Linked DNA regions of Gasterosteus aculeatus: region 2 is linked to region 1. A link is a contact called in public Hi-C data. All regions are on one chromosome and are shown on one strand. Each heading gives the region's core, a stretch centred on a gene start, on an enhancer-like site or on the middle of the called end of the contact. The rest is flanking DNA. Distances are from core to core; before and after follow the strand shown. Region 1 holds the start of LOC120818373 (protein mono-ADP-ribosyltransferase TIPARP-like). Region 2 has its middle 13 kb from the start of mtpn.

Region 1 (4,833 bases), core at 1,930-4,429:
ATAGGATATATATACTGTATATAAAACACAAGTTAATGCCTTATTTGAAATTTTCAAGCTGTTTTTAAAATGCATAAATCACTAAATGTAACTTCATGGCATTTTAAAATGATATATAAGAGCTTATAACTTATCTGCTGTTCCTACACTTGATGTTCAGGATATCATTGACATTTTATTGCGCTGAGGTCGTTTTGTAGCCCACCTTCCTTTCTCCAGGCTTCGATAATAGGCGGCGTCTCTTCTTTTGAATTAAAAAGGGAATCTTAAGGGAAATCAGTAAAAGAAAGCGTCCTTCACGGATCTATGTCACATTTAAATATATTGGTAATTCAGTGCACTGAATGTCTGTGAGGGACACGTGAAAACATCTGGATCCTCTAAAGACAAAATGATCTGGGTTTTTCAGGGGTCAAGATCCATGTTATTTGATTTGTTTTTTTCTGCTCACCGATAAAATTCAAGACTACAGATACCTGGTTATGTGTTAAGGAAATTAATGTTACATATTTGTTTCAGCAGAACTGTGCCAGCAATTTATGTGTGAAATGGAGTTTTGACAAAAAGAGAAAGAAAAACAATATTTATAGAAGGCTTTTTGGAATATATATGCTTTTACTACAAGAGACTTTTTGTGAAACACATTCCAGTCTGACATGTTGATATGGTTTTATTTGAACGGATGAAAGTATAACGAGGGGAGGATCAAACCGGTTTATCGCGTTAAAATATGGGGAGACGAGTGCAACAGTCTGTTATTATCTGTCATAAACATGACGGATTCAAAAAACAAAAGTACTTATTTCCATCAATGTAAAACCTTTGAATAACCAAAATAAAACAAAACATTTCCTGAAAGACATTTGAACAGCCTCCTAAACGTGTCTTCATTGTTGTCCGGTAGAACGTCTGCACAGTGCCGCTTTTATCTGAACATTTTGTGCACGTGATAAAACCTCACGGGTCCCCTTTTCGACGCCACGCCGGACGACCAACGGCGGCGCCGGCCGCTTCACCTGATGTCCACGACCCGGGGCAGCACTTTGTACGTGACGAGGAAGTACGGGTAGCACTGACAGCTGTCGAAGACCACAAAGATGCCCGGCCGGTGCACGTCGTCCACGCAGGCGTCGTAGAGGAGGAACCGGCTCGCCCTGCGGTCGAGCGGCGGCGGCCGGCGGTACGCCTCGCTCCCGAGGCTCACCTTCCCCACCAGCACTTTGGCCAGGAACACGCGGCGGGTCGCGTCCCGCCCCCACCGGACGGAGTACTGGTGGGCGTAGGAGGCGGCGCGGGCGAAGTAGCAGCCGGAACCGTAGGACGCCCCGTTGAACCCGGCCATGCGGGGGTCGAAGTTGTTGTGGCAGATGTCCTCCGAGGCGTCTCTGGTCGTCCCGTGGAAGAGGTGGCGCTCCAGAGGCTCCTCGGACTCGCCGTGCTGCTTCTGCATGTGCGCTTTGTGCCTGCAATGACAACGCAAGGTGTCTTCTGTACATTTTAACAGTATTTTGGCCTAAAAAAAAAAGCGTAATCAATGCAAACGTGTCGGACACAAACAGCAGCTGGACCTTTGGTACTTGTCCCAGTGGAGGAGGTTCTGGACCTGCTGGATGCTGACGATGTCCACCACGGTCTCAGGGAGGCTCTCGTGGAAGAGCTTCAGGACGCTGCGGTGGGCCCGTGTGCCGGCCGGGAGGTCCACCAAGCTGTAGTCCCGCCCTGACTCCAGACACCACACGGGAGGATACCAGGAGGTGAACTCCTGCAGAGGGTCCACGCTGAAGTTCTCCCCAGGAGGACCTCCGACAGGCTCAGTCGGGATCAAGGTCCTGGGTGAAGAGGAAGAGACGATATCATTGGGATGAAGCCCATTAACATCATGTTCTTATTAAGAAGAACAAAAAACACCAAACGCTTGTCTTTCATTTTTCTATGTTATACGTCGCGCCGGTCGTGGGACTCGAACCGTCCCCGGGGACGGAGAGACGGTTACCGACCGCAGGTAAGGCCGCATGGAATCGGGGGAGCAGTAGGAGGGTCTACAGCGAACATCTCTGCTGAACCCCGTGGTGACGTTGGTCTGCCTCATGGCGTCGACGTGGAACACGTACTCCTGGCGGCCGATATGGAAGACGCACTCGCTGACGTCCTCCTCCGTGATCTTCTGCAGCAGAAAAGCGGACACATCCTGCGGGGAGAGGATGGACGGTTAGAGACAGAGGGCAGCGGCTGCCGCCGTGACGAAGACGAAGAGTATGAAACAGTCACCTGGTTGTACTCCTCCCAGTCCTTGCTGTTCCACCAGTAGACTTTCCATTTGCTGGTGAAGTACGGGTTCTCGACCACGCTGTCGGAGCTGGCAAGTCGTCTGACGCCGCTGTAATAAGCCGTGCCTTTAACCTCCATGAAGTCAAAGGTCAGAGTGCAGCGGCAAATGCTAAATGGAGAGTGACCCAAAGGAAAAAAAATGTCAGTGATGAAATCATCTCCTTGGCAGGAACGGATCTCCGTCTCCGCGGGCCTTCGCTTACCTGTCGTGGAGGCAGACGGACGATTGCCCGACGTTGCAGTAGTGCCTCTCCAGCAGGACCTGAGAGCGATGGCCGACGTCGACCCACCGGCGCTCCCTCCGAAGCCACAGCTGCCAGTGGAACGGGTAAGGCGTGTGGTGCTCCGTACACTGGCTGCCCGCGCGGCACGAACCCCTGAGGAAGCGGACGCACACCCGGATGTCGGAGGAGCGCTTGGTGTGGAACTGGGGGGGGAAGCGGCCGCTGGAACAGGGCCCGCAGCCGCCCCGCCCGGGTCTGGACGCCGGGCGGGGCGGCGGGCTGTGGCTGGGTGGCGACGAGAGGCGGGGAGACGGCGGAGGCGGCTGGTGTCGGGTTCGCAGGTTCTCCCTGGTTCTCCCGGGCCAGAGTCGTACTCTCGCCACGCTGGGAGGTCACAGGGGTCAAACGGACGCAGACGCTGTAGGGGTTGACGGCCCAGGCGACGTCGACCTGCCGGGACGTCATGGCCTCCCACACCGGGACGCTGGTGTTGGTGTCAGCGGGGATTTCCAGGAGGAGGCGGCGGCGGGACGGAGTCAGGAAATCGACTGTGGGAGATTCGTCTGGGGGCGAAACGGCACCTCGGCCCCTCGTCTCGCTGTGTGGCGCTTTTGCCATGTTGGAGCTCTTGTAAACAAACAACAAAACACATTGGACTGTTCATTTTGAGTAAATCAGCACGAGGGACAAAGGGTGAAATTAAGTGAGTTTAGCTCAATACAAAGTTAGTGTTACATAAAATAGAGTTAAATCAAAAGAAAATTGGAGCATTGGTCGGAGCCTCGCACGTGCACGTGCGCGTGCACCAGCAGAGTAGCCTTGAATCACGCGCATCCATATTTGCTCACAACTCCTTAAACGTCTCACGCTCCGTTAGCATCGCAGCTATCAGCCCGTTAAAAAGCGGAACCTTACCGGGTCCACGTGACAACACGCCGGCTTCAAAAAGGGGGATTAACTGCAGTCAGAGTTTAAGGAAAGGAGTTGACTTGTTTGGAGGAGTCAATTAAAAAAAAACGGACGACCCGCCGCGAGGGTTCTGCCGGTGCGCACGTGGAGGAGGATCCATAAAAATACGGTGCGTCGAGTAAGTAGTATTTCACACATAATACATAAAAACGAACTAAACTACTTCATACGTACTGTTAAAAGGTTCAAAATCTGTATATGATACGGTTTTATTTTAGTTATTATTTAATTAGTTATATTAGTCATTATCCTGGTCACTTAAAATAATTCACTAAACTTCATATTGTTGTGATATCTGTTGAAAACAATATTATAGCTTTCAAGTAGAATTCAAACTCGGTTTTTGCAGTTCGTTGTATTTGTTTTCCACTCAAAATACCATTTGAGGTGTGTAACTGTGTGTATAAAATCATTTGAGGTGCCGTTTTATTTACTCATTATCATCTGGTATTTTAGAAATATTTATATATAATTCTTAATGGTTATCGTCAATATTAGCATATCACAACACAACTACTACCAATCACACTCATTTTAGTTTCCATAGGTTATTTCCTCAATGAGCCCGTTTGTATTTGTGTTGCCATGTTTGTTGACAGGAAGTCGTCTTCAACCAATCAGGTCACAACATTATTTGTACTTTATTCATTACAGGCTGGACGCAGCCTACAGAATGGATTGAAAGGTTGCACAAATAATAAGATCAGCAAATACTTTATTTGTAGATTCGAACTCTCATAGTATTGCACATAACGTTTAAAGTGCTGAGACTAAATCATATACCGACCAATTCTTCACCATGTATGTTTTAAAATGAAGGTCTAAGGCATTTCATTGGACGAGGAAGAAAGTGCTGAAAATCATGCAGAAATCACCAAAACAAAAGTCACTCCTCCTTTTGTGCTGAGGGGGGGGAAGTAAAAGTTGAGACGCGGAAATCCACTTTCAGAAATATTCAACAGCCTTCACAGAAACCTCCAGCGGCTCCAGCGTCAGAGGACACTGCTGGCAGCCCACCCAGAAGTACGGGAAGACCCTCTCGGTGACGGCGTGCTTGAAGGTGTAGATGTGCGTGTTGTCGTGCGGGTCGTAGAAAGAAACCCTCCCCTTCTCGCAGTCCACCTGCACCCTGATCCTCTGCGGGTTCCTCTTGGGGTTGAGCCTCGTCAAAGGGGAGGTGCCCGCAAAGTACATCTTGTGGTAAAAGTACACGCCCAGGTAGCCGTTCTTCAGCACCGAAGACACTTTCTCTTTCCTCCGGACGGACTCTTTGGCCACGCCGACGACCCACGCCGTGTTCTGCCCCACGTTG
Region 2 (4,659 bases), core at 1,711-4,210, 170 kb after region 1:
AGGTTTGGAATAATAAATTACCTCTAATATGAGAATATACGAAGAAACAATCACGCAAAAGTGGCTTAAGTGATTGAAATAGAATTTAAGATAATATTTTTGTTGCTCCTTGAACTTGCTACATAAGCTAATGCTAACTCTACGGCACTTCCTCTGCAAACCCCCTAAAAGGACGCCGTTGTTGATAAAAGGTGCTTAGTGGGCTCGGTTTGGCTGAGAACCTCCACGTATACAAGCGCCCCCTCTTTGTCTTTAATCTGCACTATGAATATAAAACGGCAATAGCGTGGTTGCCTTGGATGCATATTTATCCTTTTCTTTTATATGCCCCATAAGTGCCTCACTGTAACGCGATCATACACCGGGCCGATGGGTCCGTCGGGCTGGACGCAGTCGGCGGCAGAAGTCATTTAAAAGCCGGCGTTTGTGTCGTGAGAACCTCAAAACACACACGCAGGAGCATGAATCTGTTTCGGGCTGTTTACTTCTCGGCCCCTCTTTGTTTGTGCTCCGAGCCGATGTGCGATGAGCCACATCCAAATGCCTCTCGATTCCTGAGCGCCAAACGTTCCCAGCCGAACAGCCATTTGCAGGGAAATCGATGCAGCCGCAACGCCATTAGTGACGTTTTAATTGGATGTAGAAGCAGATTCATTGTTACTTCATCGTCCGAAGACGCAGCGCCTGCGTTTGGAGTCGGTTTCAAAAGTGTACTGCAACTCCTCTGCAGAGAAACGGTAAAATAATTTAATTTTCTTTCTGACGGGGAAATTCTGTGCAAGCAACTAAAGCTTATTGTGATATGAATACAGCACAGAATGGTTGAGTAAACAAATAATCATTCAGGAACCTTCTTACGTGTCATAACTCATCCGGGGTCATCGCGTTGCAGGTAATCTTCATCCCATGTAGACCTTTGTGCTCCGTGTAATCAAGTCAAAGGCCACACAACAATGTAGGAGGTTAATATTCCCATCAATAGGTCGATGCAATATTTCTCATGTAGAACAAACAGTACACTGAGTTAATCTTTCTCCCAGAGGAGGTTTGCACATTGGGCCCCAGCTTCAAACCACTCCTATGAAGGGTGGTGGTGGGGGGGGTAAAAGTTATCTATTCCGAAAGGGAAAATGACGACTTTAAGGACTGTAGCACGAAGAACAAACTGCACAGAGGCTGAAAGTCACACTTCTGTCAGGTGAAAATATATAGATCAAACTAAAGCGGCCCAGTTAGGTGGGTGGGGGTAAAGTGCTGTTCGATGGCAGGTGTGACAGTTTGGTGTAAATAGAAAGCTTAAAAATAGAAATATTGACTGCACAGTGTCTGTTGCGATTGTGTTGTTCTTTTACTTTCTGAGACACCAAGAACGCTAGAATACGGCCTTGCTCTCTCGGCGGCGAGCGAACCGACCCGACGAGTAACGTCTAGATGACCCCTCGCCATTAAGTTCCACTCTGGATTTAGAGCTCTTCTGTTTCTATATATATATATATATATATATATATATATTCTTTACAGCCGCTGCAAACCTTCCCAGTAGCAAATCCTCTCGTAAGAGACAAAAGAAAAACGTTGCTCTCCGGTGCCCTGCGGGGGGGGGGGGCTGAAACTTTTGAAAGATTGCTTTTTTACCTCTCATTTAACGTCTCAGGCGCAGTTTGTTAGAGTGATGGAGGACACTGAGTTACTAATAGCACAGGTAGCACTCGAGGCCGAGTCCATTACGACGGGGGGGCGATGTCTCCACTTGTGTCGCCCCCCCCCCCCCCCGTGAGTGTCGGGATCGGGCATTAGCATCGTCCCTCTGCTTTAATTTTTAATTTTCCCACTTCTCGTGCAGACACTTGACAAAGTGTCTCAGGAGCAGACGCATAATGGGAAACTCAGCGCATTTTCTTCTTTGGGTTGAGGAATCAACATATTGACAACGCAGCGGGAGATTTATCCCACCAAAATTCCTTAAAGCTTTAAACCGTGACAAAAAAAAAAAAACGATTCTTCAGTGCTCACACACAGTAAGTGTGTTCTTTTTATTCATTTTATGCAGAAAACCACAGAGCGCAGTGACCCCCCCCCGGCAGTCTCAGACAGGTTGTACATCACGGCATCGATCAAGTCATTAAACAGCCAGCGGAGTGTCGTTCGTCACGGTTACTCTCTTAACAAAGCTGCATCGTGTGTCCAAGCCGCGGCGTCAGCGGCACGCGGTCCCGTTGGGCCGCCCCCGAGGGGACTTCAAAGGCCGCAGGAGTCCGCCGACGCCTTCGTCTGATAGATCCCCCGATCGCTTGTGGGTTTTCTCCATCTGGACTCTTTTTAAAGTCGTCCAGGAGCGCGACGTGACGCGTATACGCGGAAGGACGTCGTCCGGAGTGGCAGCTGGAGGCCCATGAAGCGTTTTTTTAACGTCACGTCATGCCGAAGTATCTCCTGAGTCTGAAGGACCGCGGGAATAAGCAGTGACCGCGCCCGCCAGCAGAAGGTGGTGAGGTTTTATCAATACGGACGCCCCAGAGGCCTCCAGTGAAGGCAGTCGGAGCGATCGCAGCCAATTACAGGGCGAACACTGTCATGGAAGCCAGCGAGGGGGGGGGGGGGGGGGGGGGGGCTTTCTGGCTGGACAGATAAGGAGGAATGGATGGAGCAGAGTTAAGAGTCAGAGAAGGGAAGGAACAAATAGTGCTGCAAGAAAATGGTAACAAATAATAACGTTGCGTTGCCCCACAATGCATTTGCCTCAAGGAATATGTACTATAATTACAAAACCGATGTTCGATGCGTCGTGGTAAAGACGCCGTTGGGGATCCTTGATTGTAATTAGAGCGGCCGTGATTATTGTGGCATTTCCATTCAAACGGAGCGGATTTCACGGCTAAACCGCCGTCACCCGGACGCTGCATTGCACGGAGACAAAAATAGTTTTCACATTAGTCATGCGCTCAAATTCCCAACCTGAATGCGTCATGTGACTCAAACATGCCGACAGGTTCGGCCTGTTTTTCTGTTGCAGGAGGGAAGTGTGTCATCCTCAATGTTTGCCGTGTTGTAGTTTTGGAACGATGAAACTCCCAAAATGACTTTTCATGTTATAACTTCCACGTTTCTTTCACATGTTGAGGGCCAAATGGTTTCAGTTTAGGATCCTGAATTAAAGGACTGTGTTTCCCTGCAACAGCAAACAGGTAAATATTGTAAGCGTGAGATGCTTTTACGCTTCTTAATAAAGCAAGTTGCTTCAAATCTCCTGTTGAGGCGCCACCAACTGCAAACACTAATTGCGCCTTTTGTTCTCTTGGAGTTAAGCTTTTCCCCCTGGGGGGTTAATTCAATAACAATCTTCCGAGGGGAACAGATAATGTGCCATCCATTAACCTTTTCGGTACCTCGGTTCCTCAACACACACACACACACGTTATGAATATCAACGCTGCGTCCTCACCGCTTGCTGTGCAGCGTCGCGCTGCAACGCGTGCAAAGCGTCCCCAGTGGAATATGCAAAGGTTAATTCGTTGTAAGCGACTGATGGGAAGAGGTCGTCTTCGGCGGGGAGAAAGGAAATGTTTCGCGCGGCCGACTAATGTCGAGTCGGCGGTTTTTCCATTTAGCAGACGGGGGCCTCGGGTTTGGGCCGATGTCAGGGGAATAAAAAAGAAAAAGTGTTGTTTTGGGGCTGCTGGGCGGAAATACTTCACCGCTGTCTCATGCGTCATTGTAAAAGCGTAGTTTTAGTAGTCTGCTTAATAAGCAAAGGGCTGGGAGTCTGACAACGTGGCTTATCACTTTATAATAGATGATGCGCACATTGGAAGCTCACACGGGAGCCGGCTGCAAAGGAATGCAATCAAACGCCTGCGCTCGAAGCGTTAAAAAGTGTGCCGAGCATAAAGTACCTGTTTTGATTTCATGAACAAGTGCTTCTATTTAATTGCAGTATGTTTTTTGTCCAAGACTTCAAGGAAACGTTATTTTGAAAGAACACAAACGAGGCACAAAAGAGTGTTAATTCGCTTTCAGCACGACGCTCGGAACCGACCTGATTAAGACAAGAAATGCAAAGTTAACTTTCTCTGTCTCTTGCTATTGTCATATTTTACTTTTCCAGCAGGTCTCTTTATTGTTCCTCACTGACTGCATGAACATAATCATTCTGTTTGTGTAAACCCAACTGTCGTTAGTCACAATCTGTCACGTGCCGCAGTCGCCTTTATTAGTTCTATTTGCATTGTGGGAGAAAAAGTCGCTTTATAGGCTTACGTGCTGACGTTTGGTTTCGTTATACAACGTTTTGTTACTTTCCAAGTTCAGACAGAGAGAAAACGCTCTCAGAGGGAGCGTTCTGTGTGCAATCAGGACACGGCTGTATCAAGGACACCTGACACGGGAGATAAAGACATATTATATTTATACCACATGTGTCACCTCAGACTGTGGACCACTTGGTGCAGAACGGAGCTGAAACATTCAACATTGCTCGAACTTAAACGACAGCATAAAGCATTTTCTGCACCAGGTACCGGAGAACTTTTGGTGAAAAAGCTTTTCAATGTGACAAAACACTTATAAGTAAATGGCAGTGTGACTGAGAGTGTAGAATCACTCAGAAGCAATTCAGAGCTCGGGATAAAATCATTTCAAGGTTTATACAGAATGGCCAAA

The links. Hi-C and Micro-C count contacts between places; a contact is called where the count stands out from the background.
Region 2: a Hi-C map of whole body shows a contact between it and region 1, with 4 times the contacts expected there. The contact joins the enhancer-like site here to the promoter of LOC120818373 in region 1. A contact is called at or near these places in 5 of 6 Hi-C or Micro-C datasets (liver, skeletal muscle, tail fin and 1 more).

Annotation. Positions count from the first base shown.
Region 1 is chr4:32,820,091-32,824,923 of fGasAcu3.hap1.1, forward strand. LOC120818373 (protein mono-ADP-ribosyltransferase TIPARP-like) reads right to left here and starts at 3,180. Exons shown (of 5, transcript XM_040175402.2): 1 at 2,532-3,180; 2 at 2,269-2,437; 3 at 1,998-2,188; 4 at 1,569-1,829; 5 at 596-1,463. The coding sequence starts at 2,406. The coding sequence ends at 1,013. It overlaps trim35-14 (tripartite motif containing 35-14), which reads right to left. Exons shown (of 7, transcript XM_040175403.2): 7 at 4,220-4,833. The coding sequence ends at 4,467. It overlaps tulp3 (TUB like protein 3), which reads left to right. Exons shown (of 12, transcript XM_078100404.1): 12 at 1-862.
Region 2 is chr4:32,989,986-32,994,644 of fGasAcu3.hap1.1, forward strand. No RefSeq gene overlaps it. Among protein-coding and RNA genes, the nearest start is that of mtpn, 13 kb to the left of the region's middle. Within about 2 kb of position 2,961, at least 3 of the 9 cell types and tissues checked have open chromatin away from gene starts, as enhancers often do.